Linked DNA regions of Mus musculus: regions 2 and 3 are each linked to region 1. Evidence: chromatin contacts called from public Hi-C data. All regions are on one chromosome and are shown on one strand. The core of a region is the stretch at or near the end of the contact, and the rest is flanking DNA. Distances in the headings are between cores, read along the strand shown.

The links. A called contact is a pair of places that touch in the nucleus more often than the background predicts.
Region 2: a Hi-C map of liver shows a contact between it and region 1, with 8 times the contacts expected there. The contact joins two enhancer-like sites. A contact is called at or near these places in 4 of 484 Hi-C or Micro-C datasets (liver and nephron progenitors) and 3 of 115 datasets of contacts at active chromatin or transcription factors (cardiomyocytes, embryonic stem cells and memory CD8 T cells).
Region 3: a Hi-C map of liver shows a contact between it and region 1, with 2.4 times the contacts expected there. The contact joins two enhancer-like sites. A contact is called at or near these places in 1 of 15 datasets of contacts at CTCF or cohesin (large pre-B cells), 7 of 484 Hi-C or Micro-C datasets (the G1E-ER4 cell line, embryonic stem cells, liver and 2 more), 9 of 115 datasets of contacts at active chromatin or transcription factors (T-cell acute lymphoblastic leukemia, embryonic fibroblasts, embryonic stem cells and 3 more) and 1 of 9 other capture datasets (embryonic stem cells).

What each region holds. Positions count from the first base shown.
Region 1 is chr6:37,615,924-37,619,995 of GRCm38.p6, reverse strand. No RefSeq gene overlaps it. Among named protein-coding and RNA genes, the nearest start is that of Gm33429, 87 kb to the right of the region's middle. Within about 2 kb of position 2,250, at least 204 of the 459 cell types and tissues checked have an H3K27ac peak or open chromatin away from gene starts, as enhancers often do. A contact at or near this core is called in liver, where this site is marked.
Region 2 is chr6:37,778,173-37,782,244 of GRCm38.p6, reverse strand. No RefSeq gene overlaps it. Among named protein-coding and RNA genes, the nearest start is that of Gm38791, 66 kb to the right of the region's middle. Within about 2 kb of position 2,239, at least 6 of the 459 cell types and tissues checked have an H3K27ac peak or open chromatin away from gene starts, as enhancers often do. A contact at or near this core is called in liver, where this site is marked.
Region 3 is chr6:37,748,449-37,752,520 of GRCm38.p6, reverse strand. No RefSeq gene overlaps it. Among named protein-coding and RNA genes, the nearest start is that of Gm38791, 36 kb to the right of the region's middle. Within about 2 kb of position 2,035, at least 12 of the 459 cell types and tissues checked have an H3K27ac peak or open chromatin away from gene starts, as enhancers often do. A contact at or near this core is called in liver, where this site is marked.

The DNA.
Region 1 (4,072 bases), core at 1,001-3,500:
CTTTTCCATGTCCAGCAGTTTCTTGTTTCCCCAAGTAACATTTCAGGTTTGCTGACCGTACGATTTCATATAGATGGACCTGGAACACCTTTTCCTCTTGCTTCTCAGGTGTGATAGTGACTTAAAGATCCATCTTCGCTACTGTGCATGTCTCCACCTCCCCCCCCCCCCCACCTCCTGCCCCCATGAGGATTTCATTGTATGACTGTACCACAATTCACCGATTATACTTCTGCCTAGTGAGGGAGGTCATGAAGACAGTAAAAACACACAGTGCACCCAGGACCCCCATGCAACACTCAGAGGCAGCCTCAGAGCCCCTGTGTTTCTAGGGAGAACTGGTCCAAGGCAAAGGATGCTGACAAGCTCACCAAGTATATGTACACAGCTTGTGCACTCCAATCTGTTCCTGTCCCTGGCCTCCCCATCCACCACACTGTCTTAGGTATAGCTCAGCTGAGTCTACATCAGTTTCCAGCAGGCAAGCCTTTGGCTTTTATATTTCAGACTCCACGGAACAAGCTACTAATCCTTTTACCCCTGTAGGAAGTGACTGCTTGCAGATCCTTTGCCCATATGAGGTGTGAGGGGAGGCTACCTCACTGCAAGAGACTGGATCCCTGTTCTCACTTCTCCTACTGTGGGTCAACACTTGACCCTGTATGTTTTCCATTTTCCACCAGCTTGAATCTTCCGCTGGTCCCTTCCCTGTACGTTTCTTACCTGGCTTCTTACTATGGTTCATGACATGTGAGTTCTTTTTCCTGGGTAGGGCCCCAACAACTAAGTAAAGAGCTCCAAAATAAACATCCCGGTGCAGAAGTACACAGTGTCCTCTGGGGAGGAGTGTCCAGACGGCAACCTCGGGCACTGAGCAAGTCTCGGATGTTTATTCGTTCACTTACTTATTTACTCTAGTCATTAAATATAAAGGGCTAATCGTGATTAAGATGGCCAATTCATATTTAAATAATAGAAAAATAACTGTGTGTGGTGGCGCATACCTAAAATCCCAACACCTTGAAGGCTAAGGCCACTCAAGGCCAACCTAGGCTAGATAGTATAGTGAGTTTTAGGCCAGGCAGGGCTACACAGCAAGACCTCACCTCAGACAACAAAACAAAACAAACAAAAGTAGAAAAACAATTTAATTTCCTTTCTTTAAAAATCATAAAGACAAAAGAGAAAGTTGTAGAACCCTAACACTTTCCTGGCGTGGTGCCACATGCTATAGTCCCAGCTGCTCAGAGAGCTCAGAGGGCAGGAGGGTGGCTTGACCCTGAGTTTGAGACCATGAAGGGCGGCATAATGAGATGTTGTGTTTAAATCAGTGATTCTCAACCTTCCCGATGCTGAGACCCTTTAAAAGAGTTCCTCATGTTATGGTAATCCCTGGCCATAGAATTATTTTCCTTGCTATTTCATAACCATAATTTTGCTATTGTTGTGAATTGCAATGTAAAGATCTGATATGTTACCTCCGCAAAGGGTCTCAACCCACAGGTTGAGAACTGTTGATCTAAATGAGTTCTGTCTGGACCTAGTTCCTCATCTCCAAGCTCTCTTCCAGTTTAAACCTTGTGATTGAGAATGTGATTGTCATTCTTGGTGGTCATCTTGACAGGATTTAGAATCACCATGGGAACAAATGTCTGGCCATGTCTACAAGGCGTTTTCCAGACATGGTTAATTAAGGTAGAAAGGCTACCTGAAGTGTGGACTGGGTTCCCGGTGAATAAAAGGGAGAAAAGAAGATGAACAGCAGTGTTCGTCCCCCTCTGCTTCCTGACTGTGGATGCAACATGACCAGCTGCCTCCTGCCACCATGAAGGACTGTGTCCTGTTGAACTGGGAGCCTCCCCCCCTCTTAAGTTGCTTCTTGCCAGGTGTTACAACACAAGTAACTGAGCAATATAGATGGAAGTAACTAATACTAACCCTTCCTTCCTCTGCCTTATTAATATACTTTAACAATTTATTTTTTCTTTTCTTAGTTTTAAAATTCATAACATATGTGCTCCCTGGGTGTAGACTGCATTCTTTATTCATGAGTGGGCAGCTGAGTAAACATAATTACATTCCAGGAATCCCAGGAATTGGACGGAGGTCACACCAGTTTGCAGGCAACAGGCCTGGGCAGTTCCGTGGTGTGGTAGAAGATTTGCAGGCACACACCAGGCACTGGGTATGACTGTGGGCGTGAGACAGCTTGTCATGAAGTGGATGGAACGTGATGGGTATGATCAATACGTGGCACAAAGCTGGGGAGGATAGATGAAGAGACACTATGTCCTAGGACAGGTAGGGAGGACCTTTCAGTCCAGCAGCGCAGCTCACTGGCGTCTCTCTGCTCTCCCCGCCCCTCCCTTGTACTTCTGGATGATTTCCTTTAGTCTTTGGTTACCCTGCTCCACTACTATAAATAAGGAACTGAGTGGTTAAGCTAGCAGAGTATCTCCTCCCCCACTTCTCCTTTTTCATCTCAGTGTCCAAAGCTGAGCTTTAATCAAAGGCAGATGTGTAGAGGGAAACACCGACAAAGAAAACAAACATTCGGTTCCTGTGTTTTAGTCAGACTTAGCATTTCGGTGACAAAGTCCTGTAGAAAATAGCTCGGTGGAGAGAGGGTTTATTTTGACTCTTGGTTTCAGACGCTCAAGAGACAGGCAGAGAAGCATAAGAACAGAAGAGGTGTAGTGTGGTGTGGTGTGGTGTGTGTGTGTGTGTGTGTGTGTGTGTGTGTGTGTGTGTGTGTGTATTTTGGCAGAAGAGGCCTCTCACCTTATGAAAGGGAAGAGACTCAGCTTCCACAAACATGTCCCAGTGATCCACTCCGAACAACTGAGTCCTCTGAAAGGTCATCATCATTGATGTCGTCAAATCATGAACCACTAATAAACCTATCCATCAACTAGCTCAGAGCTGTCACGACTCAAACACTCCTCCAGAAACTTGAAAAAGAATTCTTCCTTTTTCTCCTCTCCTCTCCTCTCCTCTCCTCTCCTCTCCTCTCTCTGTCTCTGTCTGTCTCTCTCTCTCTCTCCCTCTCTCTTTCTTGTGTGCTCAAACTAACTACATCCCCAGGCAAAGTTTCTTTTCAGGTTTCATTATTTGATGACATCTCGTATCTAAAACCTTTCCTACAAATTGTCCTTTCTCATTGGTTGAGGTATCCAGCTACGGCAGGGGGCTTGCCTTGTCTAATATTCATGTCCTAACTTGTCAACTAGAATGTGACTTGTTTAACATTCATGTTTTAACTTGCCAACCAGGAAGTCAGTTACCCATGTACATGTCTCTTTCTGCTAAGTAGAACATCAGTTCCCACTTTACTCAACCCCTATTCAAAATGGAAGTCTTATTCCAAACACTTTCTTGAGGTTCTACGTTTCTTCCTGCCACTGGGGTATGGGAACACCGCTGGGCAGCTGAAATGCCTAGACACTAGACTGCATTTACCTTATGCCCACTGTCAGGCGCTAGGCTGGAGGGAAGCACCGATACACCACTTAGGGGCATGGGAAAACAGCCTAGAATGTGAGAGGCTAAATCTGGGGTTCCCAGAGTCCCTGGCTCCCAGTTGTTGCTGGAAATCACAGAGGAGTCAGAAATGGAGAGTTGGGGGCCCACAGCCTGGACCCAGGGCTCCAAACTCTTGGACATATAGATACCCTTGGGTCGAGGGGAATTGGGAATGGAAGAGGCCAGCAGGCTGAGGAGTCTGGGGCCTGGGGATGATGGAACTCTGGCTTAGCTCATTGGTGATTGTCCTTAGCTTAGCAGCGGTTATCTGGGAGCACGGAAGGGCCTTCTGAGAGAGACTTAGGCTGTGCGGTTCTGTATAGGAAGGCTTTCTCCGTGCTCCCCATGGCGAGCCTTGTTAAAATAGACAGTCCTTGGTTCCAAACTGTTTATTGACTGTTCATTGTGGAAAACGGGTATATACCATCTTCTCAGGGTGGACCAGAGATTAAATATCGTTTGCAGGAAGGAATGTCCGGGAAGGGAAGCTTATTGGCTAAACTCTCAGGACCCATCTAGATACCGCATTAGCACGGAGGACTCTGTTCTG
Region 2 (4,072 bases), core at 990-3,489, 160 kb before region 1:
GTAAACTATCATGCTGCACAGTGGTCACTGCTGGTACACATAATAACATCACAGTGAGATTACCTTGTAAGCCATGGATGGCACCCATGGAACTGACCTTTGTAGCAAAGGACAATTGATTTTAAACAACTTATGTAATCCTCTATATTTATCTTTGGTAAACCTTTGCTTTTTGGTAAACCCCTCCCCATGCCTATGACATCTTTGGGTCACCATTGGGTATGTACTTTGGATTTGTTGATATTTTCTCTCTCTCTGTCTCTCTCTCTCTCTGTGTGTCTCTCTCTCTGTCTGTCTCTCTCTCTGTCTCTCTGTCTCTGTCTCTCTCTGTCTCTGTCTCTGTCTCTGTCTCTCTCTCACACACACACACACACACACACACACACACACACACACACACACACACACACACACACAAAACCATAACAAAACAGTAGCCGTAGCAGGAAGAACCTTTGCTAGAATGGAAGTCAGTAGTCTGGTCTTCACTCCAGAACAGAACCCTCCCTCTCTGCTTCTCTGTTTTTTTCTATAATTATTATTATTATTTTTTTAATGCTGACAATACATATGAACCCTATACCTGGAAAAAATATTGGTAACTAGTGCATGAAAACAATTTGCAATTTGAAAAGATTTTGCTAGGCAGATCAGCTGGCTTAGTGATTAGCCTGTTTGCTGTACAGACCTGAGAGGGATTCTGGAATCCACATGAAGGTGGAAGGAGAGAATCAACTCCATAAAGATGTCTTACCTCTACATATGCACTGTGATATCCATGTATCTACCCCATTGTCTTAGTTAGGGTTTTACTGCTGTGAACAGACACCATGGACCAAGGCAACTCTTAAAGGAACAACATTTTAATGGGGCTGGCTTACAGATTCAGAGATTCAGTCTGTTATCATCATGGTGGGAGCATGGCAGTGTTCAGGTAGACATGGTGTTGGAGGAGCTGAGAGTTTTACATCTTCATCTGAAGGCTTCTAGTGGAAGACAGCTTTCCAGGAAGCTATGATGAGGGTCTTAAAACCCATATCCACAGTGGCACACCTACTCCAACAAGGTCACACCTATGCCAACAAGGCCCCACCCCAAATAGTGCCACTCCCTGGACCAAGCATATTTAAACTATGACACTTATAATAAGTATAATTTTAATTTAAAAAAATAAGTAAAAGAATATGCTAGATCAATGCTAGCTGTATTTGGTCTAGACTGGGGGTTTGTAAACTTTCTGAGTTGTCCATCATCTTGCTGAGATGGAATCTTGGAAAGGCCGACAGGCTGAGCAGAAACCAAAACGGAAGAACATTTCAGCAAAGATGGAGTGGTTAGTGATGGACAGAAAGGTGGGACTGAAAGGGTCTGTTAGATTTAATTTAGGGAGGTTGCCATGATGGTAGCAGCAGGGTCAGTGCAGAGGTGGGGGGCTACAGACAGGGTTTATGATTTGGAGCATCCAGTGAGACTACGGCACTTTTAGGTTAAAAGGTATTTCATTTCTTGTTCTTTTGAGCCAAGAGACCCCAAACTAGAAACACAGAGGCTGGCTTTCATAGAACAGAATGGATAAAGAGAAAGGGTAAACTCAGTATTAGGGGTGGCCAGTGTGAAAGTATTAGGAGAAAGAGTGATGGTTTCCACCTGAAATCCCAATACTTGGGAGGTTGCTGTAGAACAGTTAGGAGTGCAGAGTCATCTTAGGCTACATAGTGGGTTTGAGTATAGCCTGGGGTACATGTCTTCAAAAAAAAAAAAAAACCTACAAAATTAAGGCACCACACTCAGCAGATCTATTATTTGTCAAGGAATTAAGATATGACTGCTGCCAAGGATTGGGACTGATATTCTAATGAAAGACCTGAAGCTGCTTTTGGCCCCCTTTGCTCTTTTGCAATCTTCCAGTTAAAAGCTAGACATGAGCAGTGGGTCTAGAAGAAGGGAGTCTTACACACAGCCTAAATCTTGCTCCTAGGTATGCAGCTTGACAGATTATTAGGGGGGTGAGTAAGAGGGGAGGGAGAGGGAGAGGGATCTGGGAGAGCAGTGTGTGCTCTAAACTATGAGCTATCTCTCCAGCCCTTCTTAACAGACTTTTGAACCTTGACCTCAACTTTTGGGGTAATCAAGCTTCAATTTTTGCTGGTTTTGTTTAGTTTAGTTTTGTTTTAACAGGTGGCCCTGAGCCTAATCTTTAGAACCTTGAACATTCCACAAAGGAGTGAGATGTGAGGCCACCAGGAGAACCTCAGCCCTGTCATATCTTTATCTTCTGAAGGACAGAGTACCACTCTGTGGCTCAGTGTCCTTGAGGCAGCAGATAGGTCCTCACTACATAAAAAATGAAGTCTCCAGGGTATTTTCCCAAGCAGTCATTATGGAAGAGTCTGAGTCCTCAGAGAACCTTGACTTCTTTATAACATCCTTCACATTGTGACTTTGCTACCTGCCCCCAGCCTGCTTTGTGGGTTTTACCAGAACATCATGGGAAGAAATATCCTAAAATGAAGAGCTCTCTACTGTGAGTTGGGAGAAAAAGGGTTATCTTATCTCCAAAAGACGTTACCCACTTCATAAGTATTCATAAGATCTTTAAAACCCACAAGGCAGAACCCACCAGCTGCTACTAGCCTTTGGTATTGCCCACTCTGACCTCTCCTTAGAGTTTTTGAATTAAATAATCTTCTGCTTAAGCTGTCTGCGCCTCTGGGTTCAATTCCCTTCAAGAAGACAAGGGTTGTGAGATTACTCTAACAAGATCACAGCAGTCCCTCCTTGTGCAGGATGAAGAGAAATGGTGGGGTCTTGTAGAGAGCAACTCTTCCGACCAATCTACTGGTACCTTGTTTTCGGACTTCCATACTCCAGGACTTGGAAAAAATAAATTTCTTTGTTATTTTATTTTTTGTTTTTGTTTTGTTTTGTTTTGTTTTTTTTTTTTTTGAGACAGGGTTTCTCTGTGTAGCCTTGGCTGTCCTGGAACTCACTTTGTAGACCAGGCTGGCCTTGAACTCAGAAATCTGCCTGCCTCTGCCTCCAGAGTGCTGGGATTAAAGGCTTGCGCCACCATGCCCGGATTTCTTTGTTATTTTTAAATAGTAACTAGGCTCAGTTATTTTGTCATAGCAACAGAAAACTTCTTAAGGAAATGGACTGGTATGGTAGTTGAAAGGACCCCATTTGACTCCATTTAAGGACCAGTCCTGTTTTTTTGGGGGGTGGGGTGGGGGGTGGGGGTGGGGAAGACTGTAAGGCACCAGCTCCAAGAACAGACCATAAAATCCAGAACAAAATCACAAAACCCTCTTCCAATGAACAGCCTAGGGATAACCACAAAAATGGGGAAATATCTTATTTCAGAATGGGCCACCTGTGCTGGGCAGCCCTATCTCATCCTATGGTTAAATGTTTATGACATAGGAGTGCAAACCACTGACCACCTATGACCCCTTAGCACCTACCAATGAAATTTTAGATTACCCAATCCTTTTAGAGAGCTCTCCCGGTTCCCTATAAGAAGGCCTGCATGCCTTTCCTGGGGTGGGTCACCATTTCGGAGAATGGTTGACCCCTGCATACTGGTTGTTTCTGCAGAATAAACACCTTTTGTCTTTGCATACTATCTGAGTCTAGGGTCTTCCTTCAGTGATTTTCAGACTCTTACGTAATTAGAAGCAGTATCTAGAAAAATTTTCTGTATTGACTTGTTCTACAGATAAGCCTACCTGGAAAAAATAAACCACCGGAAAAGGCAGGAAGGCCTGAGTATGCACAAGGTTCTGGGTTTGATCCCTGTCACTGCCAGTGGGGTTAGGAGACCGAGTGACAAGAAAACTATAGAGAAAACACCCATATCTATCTTCTGAGCCCTTAAGTTGGATACAAGTTCCCAGAAGTGTGCATTCAGCAGGTTTGGTACTGGGAAGGTTGTAAGAGAATGAGCTCTGGACCAAGGCTTTGCAGGAACAGCTGGAACAGTATTAAGCTTCATCAAATTACACATCACTGTCAATGTTTGAATCTGTCCCAAACTCAGAAATGGTAAGTATAGCAAATATATTTGACTAGC
Region 3 (4,072 bases), core at 786-3,285, 130 kb before region 1:
ACATTCCCTTTCCATGTGATAGATCTTCAATAATAATTTGTAATGAGGAAGTGCTAGAGAACTGATTCAGCAATTAAGAACACTGGCTTCTGGGCTGGAGAGATGGCTCAGTGGTTAAGAGCACTGACTGCTCTTCCAGAGGTCCTGAGTGCAATTCCCAGGAACCACATGGTGGCTCACAACCATCTGTAGTGGGATCTGATGCCCTCTTCTGGTGTGTCTGAAGACAGCTACAGTGTACTCATATACATAAAATAAATAAATAAATATAAAAAAAAAGAACACTGGCTTCTCTTTCATAGGACCAGAGTTCAACTCCCAGTACTCAGGCGACAGCTCAAAACTGATTGTAATTCCAGTTCCTGGGGCTCTGATGTCTTTTGTCACCAGGAACACAGGTGCAAGTTCAGGCAAAACACTCAGACACATTTAAAAAAAAATCCTAAAAAAAAATTAAGTTTTAGTAGAGCAATGGTTATCTGTTAATATAATCACTTTATTAATCAACTACCATTTGATGTTTTGCTTGCCTCTGATTATTTACTCTTATCAAAGATAGTGAAAGAAAAATATTTAAAGAGGAATGTTTGTGTACCATTTTGAGGATTTCCTAGAATTGAGTGGATGTCTGGGTTAAAGAGCATACAAGCATACATCAATTATTCATTGATTTCCATTGTCAAACAGTTCTCTAGGAAGGTAATGTTTGGATCCCCCATTGATTCCTTCATGTGTCCTTCATTCCTTCAATAATGTTGGGATTTGGGGTATTTTTTGTTTTTTTTTGTTTTTGTTTTTGTTTTGTTTTGTTTTTTTGCTTTGGTTTTTCGAGACAGGGTTTCTCTTGTGTAGCCCTGGCTGTCCTGGAACTCACTTTGTAGACCAGGCTGGCCTCGAACTCAGAAATCCACCTGCCTCTGCCTCCCAAGTGCTGGGATTAAAGGCGTGTGCCACCATAGCCCAGATGGGTTTTTTTTTTTTAATAGTCTTTAATGTTTGATTAAAAAAAAAGTCACCCCCACCCCCACAAAGGCCATATCTTATACACTCCAAGGCCATGCAAGCTCTGCATCTGTCCTGTCTTCCATTCCTCTCAGTGCACCCCATCTCGGTGACCTTTATTCTCTTCATGAGCCTAGTTGTCTTCTGCTTCAAGTCTTTTCTACTTCCCCTCTGTTTTCTACACCCAAGGCTAGTCAGCATCACACCTTCCCAACCTGTCATTCCGCAGGATCTTCAAGTGTGATGAGGAGCTACTGAGGTTTCCAACCTAATCTTGCTCAACTCTTGGAGGAGATGAATCTATTTTAATAAACTCATACACTGGGCTCCTTTCAACTGAAGTGGGTACCTATCTTCTAGCAGTTTCTTCACATTGCGAACTGAGTATCCTAGAAGCATATGCTCTAGAAATATGGGGAAGCAGATATGGAAGTTAGACATGGTGGTCTTTAGAAAAGAGTGCTGGGAGCTGGAGGGGGCCTTAGTGGCACTGACTGCTTTTGCAGAGGACCTGAGTTCAGTTTTTAGCATCCACACTGGATGGTTCACCCCTTCCTTTAGCTCCAGACTTCACACCTCCTTTGGCCTCTGCAGGAACCTGGACTCAAGGGTATAGTCCCTTACCCAGACACAACAACACATAATTTAAAAAAAATGAAATAAATCTTAGAAAAATTCACACACACTGCGATAACAACAAAACCAGAATTCTGAATGGAAATGGCTCTGTTTTAACTAGTTACTGTGTTGATAGATTCTTTCAAATTGGAAAAGAATTTGTCAACTCCTGAAGGCTTAATTCAGGTGATCCTTATATCTCTACAGCCTATATTCTTTTCTCTGTATATATACTTTTCTTTTCTGTTACCTAGTATACTCTGTAATTTTTTAAGTTTCAAAAGCTTTCTTATTTGTGTGTAGTGGGCATATGGAAGAGGTAAACATGTGCCACTGTCCTTATGCAGAGGTCAGAAAACAACTTTAGAAAGTCAAAGTCAGCCTCACCTTCCACCATGGAATCGGGTAGTCAGGCTTACGTAAGCAAGGACTTTATTCTGACAAGCCATCTCTTGCCCAATACTTTATAATTATAGAGCTACTAACCTAAGTACTTATTTCTTTCTGCCTCAGGCCAATGGAATCAAGTCTTTTGTTTGTTTGTTTGTTTATTATTTTGGTCTTTGGAGACAGAGTCTCATTTCACAGCTTATGTTAACATTTTGTCTAAGCTCCGCCCCACAGTTACCTGGCAACAGCCAGGTAAGCCTGCCTCACTATAAAAGGAGCTGCTTGCTCTTCCTCTCTCTCTTGCCTTTCCTCTCTCTCTTGCCTTTCCTCTCTCTCTTGCCCTTGCTCTTGCCTTCTTGCTCCCGCTCTGTCCTCTCGTCCCTTCCTCCCTCTCTCCACAAACTCTTGGTTGGCCTCTACTTCTCAACTCCTCCCCCTCCCCCCTTCTCCTCCTTCTTCTTCCTCTCTCTCTCCCTCCCTCCCTCTACTACCCTCTCAACTCCCATCCCCATGCCCTGAATAACCTCTATTCTATGCTATACCACAGTGTGGCTGGTCCCTCAGGGAGAAGGATGCCTCAGCATGGGCCCGACTAGGCATTCCCTTCCCACACACCTCACCACACATGCACCAAACATACCCCTCCTCTCTCTCTATCTTTTTATAAACACACCAGCTTCACCAACCCTTAAACTTGTGGAGATACCCCTCCTCCTTCCCAGTGCTAGGATGAAAGACCTGAGCCCACACATTTAGGTTTGCTTACTACTTTAAATCCCAGGCCAAGTGCTGACCACATAGCAGAACTCTACCCTACGCTGTAGAGCCTTGTTTTGGCCTGGCCTGATGGTACAGCAGAGACTGTAGGATTTCAATTTTAAGGATTGCCTGGGCTACAAAGTGAGCTCATGGCCAGATTGTGTTACTTAATGAGAGTCTGATAATAGTAAATAATAATAATAATAATAACAACAACAACAACAACAACAACAACAACAGAGTCAAAAAGATATGGAGCTACAGATTAGTGGTGTGACATTTGCCTGGGAGGTCCTGGCTTTAAGTCCCTGATGGGATGGGCATATGGGGACTAGCCTTGGATCTGAATTCTTATCTAAACTAAGAGAAAAATGACGTAATACTGAGAAGGCTAAGCTTATTCCACGACAGACTTCAAATTGGCAGTTAAGGAGACAAGGCTAAGAACAGGGCAAGCCCAGGCAAGCCCAGGGCATTCGATTACTAATAGAACCTCCCCCAGGCTCCAGCCTTCCTGCCGATAATGGCTCCAGAATGCCTAGAGAAAGAGTAAGATGAAGCTCACCTGCCTCAGGATTCCAGTGTGCTTTGAAATGAGCCTGTGAGCTCACTTGGCTGTCTATCTATCTTGGTAAAGGGAGACCTCAGCATGCTGGGCTTCTGCAGAATAAAAAACTCTCTGCATTTGCATAGTGTTTGAGTCTGTGGTACCATTCTTTGGCGAATCATGAACCCTTACAGTACTTAGAGACTGGAAAAATGAATTTATTTACAGGTCTTGTCACAGCTAGAAAGACAGATACTCTCAATATGTTTCTGCTTTGCTCAAAGCAATGTCACAAAGTATAGAAAAGATGAAAGAAAAAAGCCAGGAAATGTACCGTGTCGGTGGTCTCCTGGAGGATGGCCTGTGTAGGAAGTCTCTGAGAATGAGTCTTCGTTTGGACAGTAGGGCTCCCGGAATTTCCTGGAGGACCCCTAATCCCTAGGAGCCTTCATTAACACATGAATGCTTGCTGTTTGTTGGACGAATAGCAGATTTACTAAGGGCCAGCTCAATTCATTTTTTTTTTTTTAAATCATTGACAAACCAGGAGCTAACACCTAAATGTTGTAAGGCAAAAAAAAAAAAAAAAAAAAGTTATTCCGACACAGCCAAACTTACAGTCTCCTGCAGAGTGGAGAAGGGAGAGAAGACTGAAAGCTGGGAGCCTCTTTATGACAAGTGAGCAGGTGACTGCAACAGTGGAACCTTGGTGTTGCCTTTATGATCGTGGGAAAGGTACATGTTATGGTCAGACAG